Linked DNA regions of Acanthopagrus latus: region 2 is linked to region 1. A link is a contact called in public Hi-C data. All regions are on one chromosome and are shown on one strand. Each heading gives the region's core, a stretch centred on a gene start, on an enhancer-like site or on the middle of the called end of the contact. The rest is flanking DNA. Distances are from core to core; before and after follow the strand shown. Region 1 holds the start of tes (testin). Region 2 holds the start of LOC119024740 (F-actin-capping protein subunit alpha-2).

Region 1 (3,783 bases), core at 839-3,338:
TGGTCCTCTGAGCTTAATTTCAGCATTTTTGTGATTCCACATTTGTATGTGTATTCAAAATGTCACCAATCGCTCATTTTTCACTGGTTTGAATTGAAATTTGTCCTGAACATGGAAGAGACACTATGTTTTAATTTGCAAGCTAACAGCTTGACATTACTTTGTTTGAAACATATAGGTGATATCATACTGCTCTGTGTGTCTGGACATGATATTAATCTTTCTATTTCACATAACATTATGTTATGTTATGTTATGTTATGTTATGTTATGTTATGTTATGTTATGTTATGTCATGTCATGTCATGTCATGTCATGTCATGTCATGTCATGTTATGTTATGTTATGTTATGTTATGTTATGTTTCCCCCCTGTTGATGTACATTTCTTTCGGGGCTTTCAGCTTTTCAGCTGCTCTTTGGTTTCTTCGAGCTCTTGGAGAAGTCTCTGTTGAGACATGTCTGTGTGGTGCTCGCTAGAGTACATTTCCTTCAGTTGGGTTAGGGTTATATTCTGTCTCAGAAAAATACTGTGAAAAGTACTGTCTCTGATGAGCTGATAGAGTCCTGTTGTTGTTTGCTGTTTTATCACGTATTCACAGCTGTGTCACTGGAAGATGAGGCGTCGGACTGAAGAAATGTCCTGCAAACCTGCAGTTTAGACCTGCTAAAATAAAATGCTGGCACGACAACTGGATGGTTTCTCACACACACACACACACACACACACACACACACACACACACACACACACACACACACACACACACAAATCCCATCTTTTTTGACTTTTGACTTTCTACACATTTCAAGCTGAGGTTCACAGCACCTTTGTCATGACAATCCTCCAGCTCCATTACACATGGTTGGGCCGTGGTAAGTTTTGGATGCGGCAGAGGAAATGACAGCATCTCTGGAAGTGGGAGAACACAGCTGTCTGAGAGTTTACAGATGTTAAGTAAATGTTGTATTACAGATGTTCATACCAGACAGCAAAGATCAGACATCAAAGTGAGGCTGAGTGTTGCTGAAAAACAGCATCCAAACTCATTCAACCCTGACAGATAGGCGTCCTACAATCGACCCTGTCAGGGAGTGACAGTGGTGTTTCCTTTGCAAAGGCCAGCGGCAGTCCACAGAGGAAGTTGCTAACCACATTGTTTCCTGTCACTGGGGCGACACTGCAGCTGTTTCACACAACCATGAAACATCAGATCACAAAACAAACCAGCTGTGGTGTGCGGTTTGTGCCAGCATGTACGTGTGAAGGCGCGTTCCAATGTGTGGATCTACGACTACATTCAAAACGGAATGATTTTTTTTAAAAAAAACAAAGACAAATTTAACAACATTTATTGACATATTTCTCTTGTTTCTATAACGCACCATCAAAAATCACTAAACATAATTGTCAGGGCAATAACAGTCAAGTCATTGGTGGAAAATACAGCGAGTTTAGAATCTGAGCTGCTGCAGGTTGAATCTGTCAAAACACGGACATCCTTTGTTATGACAAGAGCACGCCCCCTACTGCTCTCTGATTGGTGCTTCTGCGCCATCGGGCCCGCTATATCCATTTGTATTGGTTGATATGATGATCTGTCAAAGCACAAGCGCCGCCTTTTAAATCAATGAAAAGTGAACGGGACCTTCGGAGAGAGAGCCACGTCAAGCTCGAGAGAGGACGTAAAGACGTTCCCGGAAGTGAGGGAACTCGATCTTCTAAATAAAATAATTGAAACCCAATTTACCCCAAATTGTTGGGCCAGCTCCTTCCATGGTAGTTTACTGCGATGTGTGTGTATGTGAATGGTTAAATTCACATACACATTTCAAAAAGAACATTTAACTTGCAATAGCCTGTTTTCCTCAAGTCTACATGTAAGCCTAGACAGATCTTTCTGTATCTTATTATTCTTTTTTTTTTTTTTAGTTTTGCCGCAGAATTAATAATATTCCGCTTTAAATACCTTTTATTCATAATTTGATCGTCTCGGTTTGTCGGTTTATCATTTCCACCGGCTGTACCCGTGGGATTGGTAAACCCCCTGAACGAGGGTTTTATTTTGAAAGCACGGACCGGAAACCCTTTCGTCCATTTTGTTACGATTGACGTCAGTGCGGAGCAGGACCTCCGAGGGGAAAGCAGACCGTGAACCGGGTTGTTTCATTATTCCTCCGGACCGGTTTCTGTTTGTTAAAACAGCTTTTTTTACAGTTGCTGTTCGATTCGTCTGGACCGAGTCAACTCCTCGCTGACAAACGCTAAAATGGAGATAGAGAAGGAAGTGAAGAAGGTAAGCTGTCCTCCAGAGTGCTCGGCCAGACGGGGCACGCCCTGAGAAGGTGTGCCGAGCACGGGGCAGGTGGCGAGAAAAGTTACAGTATCACAGCCAGACTTTGTTGTTCGCTTGGAACCTTTCATTTCGATCGTGTTTCAGAGTCATTTTTTTGCGTTTTCATTGATAATAAAAGATAAATAAAACGATATAAATATGAAGCAATAGCTAGTTGAAAGATGTAACAGCAAGCACTTGTCTGTTGATTTGGTTGGAAAAGTAACGCTGGAGCTGCCTGACTTGTTAGCAGGAGAACTTCCTGTTAAGAAAGTCAGCGCCAAATTGCATCTGAAATTTTGGCAACTTAGTGTCACCCTCTATATGAACCAAACTCACAAGCTCTGTAACATGTTATTAATCTTTTAGCAAAATAACTGAATAAATAACGAAGTTCGGCATGCATGTTGTGCACGAAACAGCTGTAGTTTATAGAGTGTTGATGTTTTAGTTTTCTATTGGTGTGCATTTAAGTATATTTCTATAACAACAAAGTCATCGTGAGAGTAAGGGCAGACTAGTTGCGAAAGCAAAGAATAAGTGCTTCTTATAAAGTTTATACAACTGCCAAATTATAGAGCTAATCTCAGTAGTTCTTGAAAGAAAAAAAAGAAAACAAGGTTTGTTTTTTAGTCTTAGAGATTGATTAGAATTGTTCAACAGAGTCAATCCACAGGATGTTAATTCATTTCAGAGAGTTTACTTTAGATGCACATGGTTGCTGGGCACATGTTGAATTCATTGCACGTCTGGCATACATTGAATTCCTTCTTAAAAATCTGCACATGACCCAGTCATAGTGTAACTAATTGGAAATTGACGCATTGTTGGAATTGTTTAGTGTGCCCTTCAGTTTGGATCTCAATTGATGTGACACTGGAAATTAGTAGTTCAAAACATCATTTTTGGTGACCCAGGGGCTCTTTTCAGGGGTGATTATCCTGGCAGGCACTGTTGGTAATCCATGCTGTTAAAAATCTGATCCGTGTGATCCGAAGATGATGAGGTGTGTAGTAGCTGAGCTGCAGCAGCAATCACTCAATAAGATGTAACATCTGCATTGGGGATATGTATGTACCAAACACAGTTTGTTTCTAGGATAAGTCATGTACGTGCAGACACAAACAGTTAAAATTAGATGAAGCACATAAAAAATGCCTATGCTGTGTGTGGCATGAAACTAACAGATAGTTTGCTCCCCACAGTGTGTACTACTCCAGGATTCACCATTCATTGTGTCTTTCTACAAGGTCGTTTGACTCTATTTTTGGCATTAGCCAGCCTGTAATAGAGCCAAGATGTCTTTATATGTCTGCAGATATATTGCTAGTTGCTGATCAGTTAGACTAAACAAAGTCAACTCAAGTAAAGTGCATTGAACCTTGTTTATACAGTATATACAGTAAACTGCTGTTGGTAAGTGGGTCTGCGCAGCTGGATGACCCAGA
Region 2 (3,884 bases), core at 834-3,333, 210 kb after region 1:
TCTTCTACTACATTACTTTTACCGAGTATGCGAAGAACAAGGGGGATAAAGTTCTGAAAATGTCTTACATGACTGAAGGTGACAAATACAGATAAACATCCAACTTCATCTTTTTGTAAAGTACCCAGAAGTCATACTTGAGTAAAAGTAAAGACATGATGCTAAAATATGACTTTAGTAAAGTCCGTTTGGCAATTCCCACACACGAAAAGGATTCAAAGTATCTAATAATAAATGTATTTAAGTATCAAAAGTTATTTCCTTGCAAAGTAATTGTAATAAATTAGCAAAAGTAAGTTTTTGTCGTCAGGACCTCAGGGAGATTAGTGACCAGCTAATGTGGATCATAATAAAGACAGGAAGACCTCAGGTAACAAACAGCCAGACTATGTCACCGACTAACCAGCCAGTACGTTACAACTAAGTTCATTACTCACTTACTATTTTTAACATTTCTGTTTTATGTACCTACATTGTCTATTTCGTGACATGACTCTCAACAAATTACATTGTCTAAGTTTGTCAAGTGTGCACGTGTAGAGGACACGGGACTTTTTTCTTGCAATGGTGTATATCCACCTGAAGGATCTGACGACTGAAGGCAGCAGCTATCTGGTAAACATCCAACTACAGTGGAGCTAGGCTTGGGTCACATACTGCATGCGCGCGTCACACTGCATGTAGACGTGTCACACTGCACGCATCAGGAAGATGAAATGAAAAGACTTCAGTGACTAAAAGGATCCTTTCAATCAGACTTCCTTCTCCTCAGTGCTCAAACAACCATCTGTGATAATATTTAACAAACCTCTCCCTTTGTTTCTCCCCGTCTCACTCCCTCAGCCCCGTCTCTGTGTTGCTGTGGGCTTTTCGCATTCAGTGTTGAGTTACATGTTATCTTTTTGTTGCTGGCAGCGTGAAAGAGAATGAGTCAGACAGTGAAACTGATATCATTCCTCTCTCAAGCAGATGAGTCTTGGACAGGACCCTGCTAGCTTTGGATATTTGTCTTAGCTCGCCATCTAGTGGTGGAACACCCAGCATACACAATGTGACAGCATCTCTGGGAAATCACAGGGCTTCCCCAAAATGTTTTGATGATGAAGAAGACATACTTTTGCAAAAAATATTACATTTTATTAATGGATGGGAGAGATGTGCTTTTTTCCTCCAATATCTCTTGCCACCTACTCGTGACCGTCACAGAAAGATTAGTTGTTTCACCGATTATTTGGTTAATCCGAGTGTTGGGGGGGGTACTTTTCTTAGGTCACGACCACTCATTTCTAGAACAATGGACAGAAGGAGTTCTTTGCCTCTGAACTTACCAGATGGGGTTCAGAGGTTAAAACTGTGTCTGTTGGGGTTCATAACATGAGACATTGAAAACCTACACGCTCTGCAATTCTAACAGACTGACAGCTAACTAAATACTTCAAATGAGATGCAAACAGAAGAGCATTTTTTCTTGTTTTATTTCCAAAAGCTGCACAAAAATGATTCAAGATTCATAATTCAAGATCAATTTAATTGACATCATACAGCCAGGATTGTAGAACAAAATTATATTTTAACTCCTACTATGTTATTTGTAAAGACAAAATGATATAAATAATGATTAAATAGCCAAATAAATATTGCACTCATAGATACCAGCCGCGTAAATCCACGTGATTTATTTTGGATCAAGATCCATGCCTTATTCTCTGAGAAATTCACGAAAATTTTCAAAAATCACCCACAATCTCACAATGTTAAAGAAAACTAGAATTAAGATCCACACCTAAAGTCCCATCCTCCATCGAAGTTTCGTGGAAATCCGATTCAGCAGTTTTTGTGTAATGGGAGGTAACACAAAATCCTCAAGAATTAAATCTGTTCCTGAGCATATTCTTTTTGACAGTGAGTGTGATTATATATGGAGTGATCCCAGAAGGATGATCTTGCATACAGCAGCCCTGGATATAAGGATATATAAATGCGTTATTTTTAATTCAATTATCTAAATTATTCTTTGAAATTGTCAAAATACCCATGCTGCATGTGACAGCCACTGAAGGCACAGCCAGTGACAGAGCATCAGTCACCACTCTTTAACACTGAGCTCAGCCGAGCTGGGAATCCACCCATGTGATGACGTCACGGGGCTCTGACAAGCTGGTGGTGCCGGAAGAAAAGATGGCGGATCATGAGGAGCAGCTATCCGACGAGGAAAAGGTAAGATGCCAAATAAATCGCTAGATAAACTCCAGCGGGGGCACGTTAGCGCTCGTTTTTGAGTTGCATTTGAGTGTGTCTGTCGGTGCGTCCCGGCGTCGACCGGCGCAGTTGAATTTGGAGAAAACCCAGGCCTCATCACAACCGCTGCTGCTTCTGCTCTTATTATTTTTAGCTCAACTTCCGCTCATTTGCGAATCTCAAACGGAGGCTCCTTGTACGGTCCTGACTCAAAATAGGAGCCGTGTTCAAATTATAATTTCAACTAAGCTCGCCACCCGCACCGCTTTCGTTGTGTGGACATGTCGTTTCCCCCCTGTGTCTCTGGCTGCCTGTGTTAGGGAAGTTTCATACACCAAACATCGCTAGCTAGTTAGTTTAGCATAGCCGCAGCCTGCTAGCATACAGCTACACTTACCAACACGCCCTTTTCGCTGTTTGATACCGCTTTTCTGTCGGCACGCATAAAACACTGGAAGTGGTGGATTGTCCGATTATTTGACGTGGAGCAGGATTTAATTCGTCGTATGACATCAACTATGGGCATTATACAAGCTAGCTTGCTAATCGCTATACCTCTAATAAATAGCGTTCCAGTCAGTAAAAAGATGTATGAACTGACGTTAGGCTACGAGCTCCACTTGATCCACGACGTGAGGTTTTATTGATCATTTGCGACGTGTCTTTTACATATGCTCTTCATATTTAAAAGTCAACTCTAAAGCTCTCCCACCAGCATTTATTATTTAAAAAAATAACCGAGCACTGTTTTGCAAATTATGTAATCAAGCCCATACAGTACAGGCTTCCTACCCCTTTACACCCCTGCTAGTGTCTGCCCTGTTCATTTTCTCATTTCCTTAAAAGTGCATACACAGACACACACACAGCCAATACCCTGACACAACATGAGTGTTCGACTGCATGTGCCTGAACTGTCTGCACTTAAGTGTAATTTCCTGCTCAATGGGTTGACTTCATTTTGCAACCACATTTTGGTCTGTGTTAAGCTGTGTTTGCATTTTGGTTAGATGTGTTGGAAAACAGATTTGAGAGAGGGAAGTCAGTGTGATTTCTGCTGCTTGAAACACTTTTGGTAAAATTATTAATAAGTTAATTGACAATTTGGGAACTGCTATTTTTTGTTTGAGTTAGCCGGAAAATATGGCATGAATTAAATGGGTGCAGCTGTGAAGATTTGCTTGATTTATTTTTTTAAAATGTTGTACATTTTTATTTACTTTATTTCAATGTTTCACTCGATTATTCTGTGATATATCAGATTTCTCTCTCAGCCTGGTTGATTACCAGATCTGATACGTTCTCTCTGATCATTGGAATCAGTGGTGTTTTCTCTTTATCTGGTCTTTAGTCCAATTGTAGATAAAATTGATTATCTTTTCTCTAAAAGAATTTGCTCCTTTGGCTCTGATGCAGCGTGTAATCTACAAACAAACAAACAATGTAGACTCTTTGCCTCCAAAATGTAGTGGAAAATGGAAATAATATGAAGTACAAGCCCCTTAAGTCAAGTTAATGTACTGTACTGTAGTTACATTCCATCACTGTTTATTTTGGGTTTTGATAAATTCAGAACTTGTTTTTGTCTCTGTCAGACCTTATAGGCAAACATCTCTATAAGCTAGATAATATCATTAATCACAATA

The links. A called contact is a pair of places that touch in the nucleus more often than the background predicts.
Region 2: a contact with region 1 is called in a Hi-C map of muscle, with 2.5 times the contacts expected there. The contact joins the promoter of LOC119024740 here to the promoter of tes in region 1. A contact is called at or near these places in 3 of 4 Hi-C or Micro-C datasets (liver and muscle).

What each region holds. Positions count from the first base shown.
Region 1 is chr8:20,210,782-20,214,564 of fAcaLat1.1, forward strand. tes (testin) reads left to right here and starts at 2,089. Exons shown (of 9, transcript XM_037107653.1): 1 at 2,089-2,296. The coding sequence starts at 2,270.
Region 2 is chr8:20,424,830-20,428,713 of fAcaLat1.1, forward strand. LOC119024740 (F-actin-capping protein subunit alpha-2) reads left to right here and starts at 2,084. Exons shown (of 10, transcript XM_037107809.1): 1 at 2,084-2,217. The coding sequence starts at 2,134.